Linked DNA regions of Mus musculus: region 1 is linked to region 2. A link is a contact called in public capture Hi-C data. All regions are on one chromosome and are shown on one strand. The core of a region is the stretch at or near the end of the contact, and the rest is flanking DNA. Distances in the headings are between cores, read along the strand shown. Region 1 overlaps A830018L16Rik (RIKEN cDNA A830018L16 gene). Region 2 overlaps Prex2 (phosphatidylinositol-3,4,5-trisphosphate-dependent Rac exchange factor 2).

Region 1 (5,368 bases), core at 1,253-3,752, 470 kb after region 2:
AAGGAAGGAGGGAGGGAGGGAAGGAGGGAAAGAGGGAAGGAGAAAGAAAGGAAGGAAGAGAGGAAGGAGGGAAGGAATGAAGGAAAACAAAAGTAATAAAGGTGTCTGAGGGGGTGGACAGAGTTGACAGGCATCTCTATGATTGTCTTGCAAGTTGGCTTTGACTCTGAGAACCTCAGGAAACACCTGCTTTTCCCTCCTTTAGCGTGCAGCGCCAGCAGGTCCTGACAGACACCACTGAGTTTATTTCCTAATATGCTTTCATAAGTAGAATGGACATACCTTTATTTTTTTTTAAAGAACCAATGAAAATTCACAACATTGAATAGGTAACACACTAGATTTATTTCTAGAATTGTTGTTGTTTGTAGCACAAGGTTATCAAGGATTGCTTCTAAAACTATCTTGTAAATCTCTTTTGAATCCCAGGTATCGCGATTTCAGATGAACTTGATAAGGTAAGCTGAGCTCTGTATCTAATGATTAAATGCAGGACTTAAGTTTGAACCCACCTCTCAATTATTTTTTCTGAAACATACAAAATGTCCCAAGATAGTTTATTTGGTTATAATATGTTAACACTTTGATAATTCTTAATGAAAAATGATGATGATAATGGTGATGATGATAATGATGACTATTCTGATGATGGCAATGTTGATGGTGGTAACCATAGTGATGATGATGATGGTGCTAACCATGATGGTAACGATATGGAAGGAACTTGACATTTTTTACCTCTACCCTTCCTCATTAATGATTTTTGTTTGCTTGGTTTAGTCTGAAGCACTGTGACAGTTGCCTGCCGGGGTGATGGGAGTAGTGTGAACAGAGATATGTAGATTAGATATATATCCCCAATGGGAGCAGTGTGAACAGCGATACATAGATTGGATATATATCCTCGCAGTAACACCTGTAGCACTCACCGCTCTTGGGGGCTCTGCAGTCACAGAAGTCAGGCAGTGACTCCTGAGTTGTGAAATTTGGCTTCTACTCAAACTGCAGTGACCAGGAAACAGTTGGGAACAGTTGGGCTGTTATGAAGAGTTCTCTTTGTGTGAATTCATTTTGAACTGTCTATTAAACATGTTTGTACAGTTGGTGCTCACAGAGCAGATCTGTTTCAAACAACATGCTTGTGAGTCATCTGGATCTAAGTTTTCAATGTCTTTTAGTCGAAGGACCCTTATAGCTCATCAGTATTGCAGAGGTCACTAAAGACGTTGACTTCATGCACATTCCATCTGGCAATATTTGCCATGTGAGAAATTCAAACAGATAAAATTTTATGTGTTTGTTATTTTTAAATGGTATTAAGTAAAGTTGTTGCATTTTCAAAACAACATATCAATGAAAAATACCTTATTTTCCAAAACAAAATATTACCGAAGAAGAGGTCTTTGCATCCTATAAACCTCTTTTATACTGAGAACAGTTGAAAGCTGCTGAATTCTCCTATCCTTGTCTTCATTTAATATACTACAATTTTCACCTATGGATGGAAGAAATCTGGCATTAGAAATGTAGTTAGAAGTGGATGACAGGGAGAGAGCCATCATTGATAAAAGGCTGCACAGATTGAGACGATATACATCACTACATGTAAAAATAGCAAAGAACAGTACAAAAGTACAAATGGTATTGTTCATACCAAATAGTAATACAACTTTGATATTTTTAAAATGTATGTCTGAGTCGCTTAAAAAAAAAAAGCCCAAAAGTCTGGATATACTCTTTGACAAGGTTTCTGTCAGTAACCATCATGGTGTTTTAAACCTAGTTTTAAACCTAGTTGAATAGCTATGTATGGAGAACAGCAAGTGGAGGGAGAGCCAGCTGCACTCTCCCACCTTTGTACATCATTTCTACTCTCTCTCTCTCCCTCCTTCCCTCCCTCCATCTGTCTGTCATTCTCCCTCCCTCTCTCCCTCTCTTCCTCTCTCCCTCTCCCCTTCCCTCCCTCTCCCCCTCTCTCCTTCCCTCTCCCTCTCCCAGTCCCCCTCCCCCTTTCCCCCCTCTCCCTCTCCTTCCCCCTCCCCTTCCTTCTCTCTCTCTCCCTCCCTCTCTCCTCCCTCATTCCTTGCTTTCCTAGGTCATGAAAAATGTTCACAATTTGCAAAAACTTAAATACTGTGGCCTGCTCTTGCAGATCCCTGCCTTTTTTCCCCTCTAAGCTCCCCTATACAACCTGGACACCTGACCTGTAACTAAGAACTTGTGGAGCTTTCACTGACTGTCCCACCTCCCCTCCTCCTGAGTAACGGTGAAATTGTTGTACTTTATTGATGAGCTCAAGGACTCCCCTCTCTCTTATTAATCTCTTTTAAATTAATTTATCAATTTACTTCACATATCAATATCAGCCCCCTCCTCCCAGTAGCCCTCACACAGCTCCCCTTCCCTTCTCTGAGAAGAGATAGCCTTCCCCTCTGATGTAACAAACACTCCCCTCCCCAACCCCCATCCTCTCACTGAAGCCAGGCAAGGCAGCTCAGATAGAGGACCTGGATCCACATGTGGGCAACCAACTGGTTCAGGTCCAGCCCTGCACTGGTTGTATCTTCACTGAAATGGATTTGGATATCACGAGAGTGACTTAGGTCTGCCTTGACACGTGCTCAGATGCCTTCCACCTCCAATGTACATCCCTTCCCACACGCTTTCTTCTCAGTACTGGGCGAGGAGGCAGGGAACGGTAGTCCAATCCACAAATCTACACAACAGTGCTCATTTTAGTCACTTAATCTAATACTTGTTTCTGAAAACTTCATGAAAATTTACAATGTTTATTTCAATTGAGGGAAACAGTAATTTTTCTTTTTGAAAAGATATTTAAAAAGATTTTTTGTCAGTGAACAAAATCTTGATGACTTTCATCTTGATGCCGTTCATATTTGATGTTCAAGGAGAGGGTAGAGGATCCCAGGCTTTCAAGAAGACCCAGACCCTCTGCCAGTCGCGCGGAAGCATCACTGTCCCGCAGCACCCCCGTGTGGCCATAAAACTCACAGTTTTGAATTTTCTTGACCTAAAAAAGATCCAAGTTCAGACACCTGTAAATACAAGACTTTTTATTTTTATTTTATTATTTTTTAAAATTTTATAGTAGTTCTTTTTTAGGGGAAAGAATTTCTAATATAATCATAATGTTTCTACCTTTCCTTTGCTTCCTTGAATTCCTCCCATATAATCTTCTCCACTCTCCTTCAAATCCATGCCTTCTTTTCCACCCATAAGTACATTCACACACATAGTATGTGTACATATATTAGAAATCCTTTCCCGTAAAAAAGAAATACTACAAAACTTTGAGAAACCAGTCCTGTTCAGGTATGCCTTCTGGAATCTAAATACATATCTCACTGTCTGTCTGTCTGTGTGTCTGTCTGTCTGTACTGATACTAGGTTCACATAGGCCAGGATAGCTTTGAACTCACTCTATTAAGCTGTGTAAAACCTTGGCTTTCTGATCCACTCACATCCACAGTCCTAGCCCTAGAAATGCAGATATGCATTACTAAAGCTGGTTTGTGTGTGCTAGGATCCTGGCATTCAAGCCCTCTAGCAACTAAGCTGTGGCCCTTCTAGCTTCTCTTACTTTTCTTGCCTCCCTCACATTTTATACTTTTCACTTGGAAAAAGCACCCAGATCAACTGCTTTCTCAGTCTCTGATGCTAGGATGTTTTACTTAAGATGAGTCAGCAGAGGAAACGGGCAGAATCTGCCTGGAAGTTTTTCCTAGAACTTCTGCGGCCTGCCAAACTACGTACCTATGCCCAAGGCTAGAATTCATTCTCGGTCTTATGCCTCACATCTGTACTTCATGCTTAATTTTCCGCTTTGCTGTTCAGATGCTACACTGTACTCACCAAAGTCTAGAGGAGTAAGTGGGGTCAAAAAGACAATGCCTCTAGGTGGTAAAGTCTGTTTATTTTCATGTTCCTGGCCGACCGTCTAGCCTTCCTAAGTCATTCTTGAATATGCCTAAGAGCACACAGTGACTTCATGGAAATGTGCCTTCTGATCAGACACTATGTGTATCTGTATTTTTTCATCAGAAAAGAAGAAACCACCCATATCAATCAGCATGGGACTGACTCTTGAGTCTTTCATTTCAGAAATATGTACCATGTCCTGCTCCTGCAAGGAATTGTTTACAAATGCTGGTTCATTGTCCCTCATTTAGATGGCAACTATTTTAAAAATGACATGAATTTCCCCTTGAAAACAAATTTATAAGCACAGCTAAATATTGAAAGTATGAAATATTAAAAATATGTATGAAAAAAACTTTCAAAGGGAATAGAACATGAGGAAAGCACGGACCTCCCACACAGTGTGGCACCAAATGATAGACCTCCCACAGTGTGGCACCGAGTTTCTGTGCTTTTCCTCCACACAAGGAAACTGTGTGTCTCACTGTCACCACCACCCACAAGATGAAAGCAAAGCATCAGTTTGGGGACCCATCATGCCTCCTGCCCAGACTTAAGAGGATCATCTCTCATTTACCCTTTGCTGTATCATGCATTCAATAGTGTTCTCAAAAACAGCCTTAAACACTGTATAACAAGGAATGTAGTTATGGGGTGAGGGGGCTGTTTATGGGGATGGAGAAAACTTAAAAAAAATCACACCCTGATCAATGGTGTCCTCCAATATATGTAAAGAGTCCCTAAGTCTAATAACACAAAGCAGTCAACTAGGTTAAAATCAGGCAAGTGATGTGAATAGATGCAGAATGTCACTGTCCATTAGAAGAACTCAAAGCAAAGCTGCCATGTGCCACCATCATCCAAAGCACCAGCATAGTTACTACAACAGACAGAAAGTGGCAAGTGTTGGTGTCAGTGGAGACATGGAGAATTTGAGGCTCTGTACATCATTGTTGGTGAGAATATGAAGGCAGGAACCATGGAAGACAGTATGCAGCTCTTTAAGTAATTAAAAGTATAATTACCATATGCCAGAGTTTGGGTGGGAATATAAAACAAAACAGCCACTATGGAAAACAATTTGGCAGTTATTCAACTAATTAAAAACAAGCTCACCATATGCTGTACTTTTAATGTTTATGTATTTTCAAAATTGACATTGAAAGTCAATGTGCCAAGTATTAAACTTCACAATATCACATGGCAATGCTGTTTCAGTGACTGTGTCATAAGGCACCACTCAATGGCATTAGCTCCTCAGTGAGGGGCCTTGGGTACCTGCTTGTCCCTTCCTCTGACCTCTCCTATGTGAGGACATGGTACTCATCATTTTTATCTCTTGACACTGCATCAAAACTCATCATCATGTAGTAGAATATGCCTTTAACAGAGATTCTGGGCACCAGGATCTTAGAGTTCAGTGAGAGGT
Region 2 (5,436 bases), core at 851-3,350:
GCTGGGGTCTACCATCTACCATGACAGAAACATCCAGTGAGCTCAAAGGCCTGATTTAAAGCACATTAGAGGAATTCCAGGGATGGGTAGGTGACCTCTATCTTAATCATTGGCTCTATCTCTAGGGACATTCCAGAACCAGTGCTGAGATGTAGGGGGCTAGAAACTGTTGGTGGGGAAGTTTGGAAACTGTTGATGACCTATTGTTCTTACCTCGGGTCAGGTGATGGGGTAGGGCAGGTTCTGAGGTCTTGGAAACAGAGATTAAGGCCTAGTCTTCTGAACTACCAATGTGAAGTCTGTCATGGAGTCAGCCTAGCCTGACTTAATACAATATCTCTAGGATATGAACCTGGGTGGGGTGGGGGTCAACCATACTCAACAGTGACTTATGAGTCTGAACATTTTACTGAAGTTATGTTAGGATAATTAGCATACCCAGTTTCTCAAAACAAGAAGCTGATAAAGTTTAGGTCTGTAAATTTACAACTAAGGAAAAAAAAAAGCTGATTCTTTGAAGTATTGTTTTCTTACCTGCCCTTTAGCAGTAAATACAAGTTTTTCTCAGCATTTATGCAATAACTATGGCCAAGAAAATATACAGCTTATGCTTTAACTGCTAATCTTTGAAATTATCCTTTTACCACCACAGTTTATTATATTACTTCCCAGGAGAATGGCAATACCCACTATATTTGAGAAGATTTTGATAATGAAAAAGTGAGATACAGCCAGAAAGTGAAGAGTTTCAGAGTACCCTACTAGACCTTGTGAGCTCATAGGCCAACAAAGAATCTACTTTGCCAAGAAAACTACCAGATATTTAATTAGAGCTGTTGACTTACTTCATAGTACTGGGCCACACTCAATTTCACCTCACTTTGGGTGGATCAATTATGTGGTTTTAGCTGTAGGTTCTGGATTCACAGTGAGGTATTTTGATGAATGAATATCATTAACATGACACTGTTTAGTAATTAAGCTTAAAGTCCTTGAGTCTTGGTAAGTATGCTTTCTTTAAAATGCTATTTTAACTGTGGTTATCCCCAAAATAAGGAATTATATACTCACAAGGAAGTAATAAGCAATCATGCTACTGTATTGAGACCTAGGTTCATGTTCATGGTAATTTGGGGCTCAGTGAGCACAGGAGTGTTGATCAAACTGTGTAAAGATTTACAACATCTCCATTTGATTCTGTTCTGTCAGGATAAAAAGAAATTTTAAGAAGAGGTTTCCTAAAACAAAATATGTTTGGAATATAGATAAGCAAGTGAATATAATAACACCTCTTTATTAATTTCTACTTTAGAATTTTAAAATAGATTTGAGTTTTTGTTTAACTCTATTTGTAGTAGACTATAAGACCAATACTAGTAGTTGTTTGGACAAAGGACTTTGGACAAAGGACTGAGGTATGTATTTTACATATCAAAGCAGAACTGGCCTTCAGGTTCTCCCAGCATTCCCCAATCCTTACCTGACATACCTTGCCCCCAATCCTAAACTCCCAGCCCAGGAGCTGGGCTGCCATTCCCTCAGAGGCTTTTCCTATATAACCCAGACATTTTTGTCTTTCTTGCTCTCTTCTTCTTCTCTTTTCTCTGTACTCATGCTCTTTCTCTCTTTCTCTCCTCCCACTTCCCCTTGGAGATTCCCCTGGCCTCAATCCTAATTCCTAACTAACCTGCCTTTAATCTAATCTAATCTATTTTGAAATGGATCTTTTCATTGACATTGGAGATATAACCTATCAGTAATTATTATGGAAATATGAGGCTATGCTTAATGTTTTGAATATTAAGTATCAAAACCAAAAGATAGAAACTTTGATTTAAATAAAACCCAGCAATTTACCTATGGGTTAAAAGAAAGCAGGCACATTTAAAGCTGAAATATTCTAGCTGTAGAGACCAGCTGAAAGTTTGAATTCTTTTATTTGTCTCTCTTAAATCTGACTCAGCCTGTGCAGTATATGGATGGCTAGGTGGCAGCAAACAGCTTACAAGTGCTAGCAGGAAGTGAGCCAGACACTGTAGGAGCCCAGTGGAGGTGTTGAGAGCGGTGTGTTCAGCTCTCTGCTGAGCTAAATTATGTTGATGCCTGGGAGTGGCTGCTTCTCTCTGGCCTCTATTCTCCTCTCAGGTCTGTGTTAAGAATCAGCTAGAGGCATCAGATCCCTGGTGGGTTGGAGTTCAAGGGCTTGTGAGCCACCTGGCCTGGGTGATGGGAACCAAGCCTCTCATCCTCTAAGTCTCCCTCCAGTCCATTTTTCTTTTTCTATTGTCTCCTCCTTTCTATAATTAGATGATATCTTTAAATTGATACCCGCTAATAACAGGCTTCTTCTTCTTTTTTTTTTTAATTCTTGAGATTATAATGAAATTATATCATTCCTCCCTTCCCTTGCCTGGCCCCAAACTCTGTCTGTCATATACCCACTTCCTTGTCTTCTTTGAAATTCGTGACCTCCCTTCCTCTTTCTTGTTATTGTTGTTACAAGTATATATGTGCAAGTGTGTGAATATGTGTGTGCATGTATGCCTGTGGGGGTGTGTGGGGGTGTATGTACACATGCACACGCACGTGCACATGTGTGTATGTGATTGTGTCTTTTCCTTCCCTGTTATACTTGAGTTGCTAGGCTGACCATTTGATATTGGATGATCAGTTGGTGTGCTCTTAACTAGGGAAGATTTTCCACCCTTACCTCTGTAGTTGTCTATGGGCCTGTTTTAGCATGGCTGCTGTTGGAGCTTCAGTTGTCTCTGGGTAAACGTAGATTCTCTATGCAGACTGGGACGGAGACAGCATTCAGTGTAACCACCTTGACTGTGTACATGATAGTTGTTAATGAAAAAAAAAAAACAAAACAAGTGAAAAGTTAAAGAGCATAATTGCATACAAAAAGTCAGGCAGGACTTGCAGATAAGGTACAGTGGCATTGTACTTGTCTTACTTGTAAGACACCCTTCATTTGATCCCAGCACTATAAAGATAATAATGTTAGGCAATCAGACAAATCATCATTTCTTTTCCTGCCTCAGGGGTCCAACATTACTGACACCTGTACTGAGATGCTGATGTGTGGAGTCCTAATGAAAATTTCTTCCGGAAATATTCAAGAACGAGTGTTTTTTCTTTTTGATAATCTTTTAGTATACTGCAAAAGAAAACACAGGTAAGCTTATAAAAATTCACATTTTGGAATTATTATTTTGATCTTACAGGATCCCCACAGGAATCCTAGAACTCATCTCACTAATAACCCATTTCAGCCCAGCCTGCTTGCTTGCTTTCTTTACCTGCTGGGTAATCATGGCCAATGACTCAGTATCTCTTGTGACTTTCCCCCAACAGCTCTTTCAAGGGGAGGCATAACCTATCAGAGATGTTGGTGTGTTCCCCCTTTCTTAGTTAGCTTCTGAGCCATTTCTTCCTGTATCTGTAGGAGAGTTGGCAATGTGAGATTCTGTTCATATGTTTTCCCAATTGATCACTCACAGAACATAGTGTCTCTGCTTTGATCTCTGATCAATTTCCAGTCTGCTTCTGTCATCATCCAGGCTATTTTCAAAATTCCTGTACGTGACACATTGAGAACCTTGGGCCCCCATTCCCTTCCCTGTTAACACCTCTGCCACCAGTCCTATGCTGGTACCTGAAGCTTGTTAGCACTAGCAGTTATGAATTTGAACCTCCACTTTAATCATCCCATCCTGAAAGCTAGTGTGTCTATCATCAAATCCAGAACTTTTGCAAAATTATTATCAGTATACTGGTGTAATGTGATCTTATCGTCACCCAGAAAATTACTGAAAGGTTATATTGAAGTAAAATCTTATTATGTCTATAGTAGATATCCTTATTCACAATGCAGACTGCACAGTGGCTAGAAATGGGAATAACTTGATCAGTAATTCTCAACCTGTGGGCTGTGACCCCTTATATATCCTGCATATCAGATATCCTGCATGTCAGCTATTTAAATTATGATTTATAACAGTAGGAAAAGTACAGTTATAAGTAACAATGAAATAATCTTATGGTTGGGAGTCATGACAACATGAGGTACTGCACTAAACAGTCACAGTGTTAGGAACACTGGGAACCACTGAACTAGATTGAGGTGTCCTTTCTTCCAACATAGAGAAGCCTGTGAATAATTCCTTCAACCAGAAACAACCCAGATCGTTCACAGGCTTCATCAAGCCTTTGGAGGCCTAGAACTACTTTGAGAGCAGAGTAAACTGAATTCTCCTTCAACATCCCATAATATTGCAATCACAAGAACCAAGGACAATGCATTCATCTTCATGCCCTAGGACTTATTTTTGCATCTGAGTATTGCTCTACATATGAGCTTCTAGCAGGTCAGTTTCTCTGAAGATGAATCAGAAGAACTAATTGACTTTGCTTGGCAGGTCTTGTAAAAGCAAAGCAAAACAAAACAAAACTAAAACAAACTAGAAATTCTCAGCTCCTGAAAAGTGAGAATCAGAGGTGTGAGATCTCCAATGTAGCATTTAAACCACCAGCTTCAGCATCTGTCGTGTAGGCTTGACCGTGTGAAGTCTGACACTGAGGAAATGTACACGACCACCACTGCTATAAAGTCTTTACTTTCATGCTTTATTTTAACTTAGTGTTGTTTTAATTCATATATAAAGGGCTTGTGATGTAACTCTCTTGGTAGAGTACTTTTATAGCAATCAAGAAACCTGAGTTAGATACCCAGCATCAAATAAACTGGGTACTGTAGCTGGTCTTAGCAAGTTTGTCAGTTCTTCTTTTTCTCATCCTTTATCCCCTCTCCATTTTCACCTCCTATCACTGGATAGAAGAGAAAGAAGGATAGAGGGGGGGGGGGGAGAGAGAGAGAAAGAGAGAGAGAGAGAGAGATATCTGAATCTAATTTTCTTCTTTCTTCTTTGCTTGTAGTTGGTCTTTAGAGCTTTGTGGGTCTCCTTTGTCCCCGTCCTTTATCTCCCTGATTTCACTGCCTTTCTCTAGATAGGAGAGAACAAAAGAATAGATGGGAGAGAGAGAGAGAGAGAGAGAGAGAGAGAGAGAGAGAGAGAGAGAGAGAGAGAGTGAGCCTCTCTGAATCTAATTTCTTTCTTCTTTTGTTTCTTCTTTGTACTAGCAAACCACAACCAACCCCCTTGAATGACCAGCAATCCCTCAACAGTCTAGCGTTTACATATCCTCTGAAAAGGTTTCAGAATTCCAAACCTCACACAACCACAGAAAATGTCTGCAGCTGGCAAAACTCTGCTCCAGTACAAGGCAAATCCTAGTCAGCTACTATGGACAGTCTGAAGCTGTTCCATATCCCACACCTGGGACTAAATGAAAACATAGTCTTACAATATTTCTCTGTGTGTGAGTGTGTGTGTGTAGGATCAGAAGGTCAAGGTCATCCCCTGCTCTGTA

The links. Capture Hi-C pulls out chosen DNA fragments and counts their contacts.
Region 1: a contact with region 2 is called in a capture Hi-C map of embryonic stem cells, with 6 times the contacts expected there. The contact joins two enhancer-like sites. A contact is called at or near these places in 2 of 115 datasets of contacts at active chromatin or transcription factors (both in embryonic stem cells) and 1 of 9 other capture datasets (embryonic stem cells).

Annotation. Positions count from the first base shown.
Region 1 is chr1:11,562,534-11,567,901 of GRCm38.p6, forward strand. A830018L16Rik (RIKEN cDNA A830018L16 gene) reads left to right here. Exons shown (of 14, transcript NM_001160369.2): 5 at 430-458. Among named protein-coding and RNA genes, the nearest start is that of A830018L16Rik, 150 kb to the left of the region's middle. Within about 2 kb of position 2,503, at least 5 of the 459 cell types and tissues checked have an H3K27ac peak or open chromatin away from gene starts, as enhancers often do. A contact at or near this core is called in embryonic stem cells, where this site is marked.
Region 2 is chr1:11,095,416-11,100,851 of GRCm38.p6, forward strand. Prex2 (phosphatidylinositol-3,4,5-trisphosphate-dependent Rac exchange factor 2) reads left to right here. Exons shown (of 40, transcript NM_029525.1): 7 at 3,048-3,181. Among named protein-coding and RNA genes, the nearest start is that of Gm24173, 36 kb to the right of the region's middle. Within about 2 kb of position 2,101, at least 28 of the 459 cell types and tissues checked have an H3K27ac peak or open chromatin away from gene starts, as enhancers often do. A contact at or near this core is called in embryonic stem cells, where this site is marked.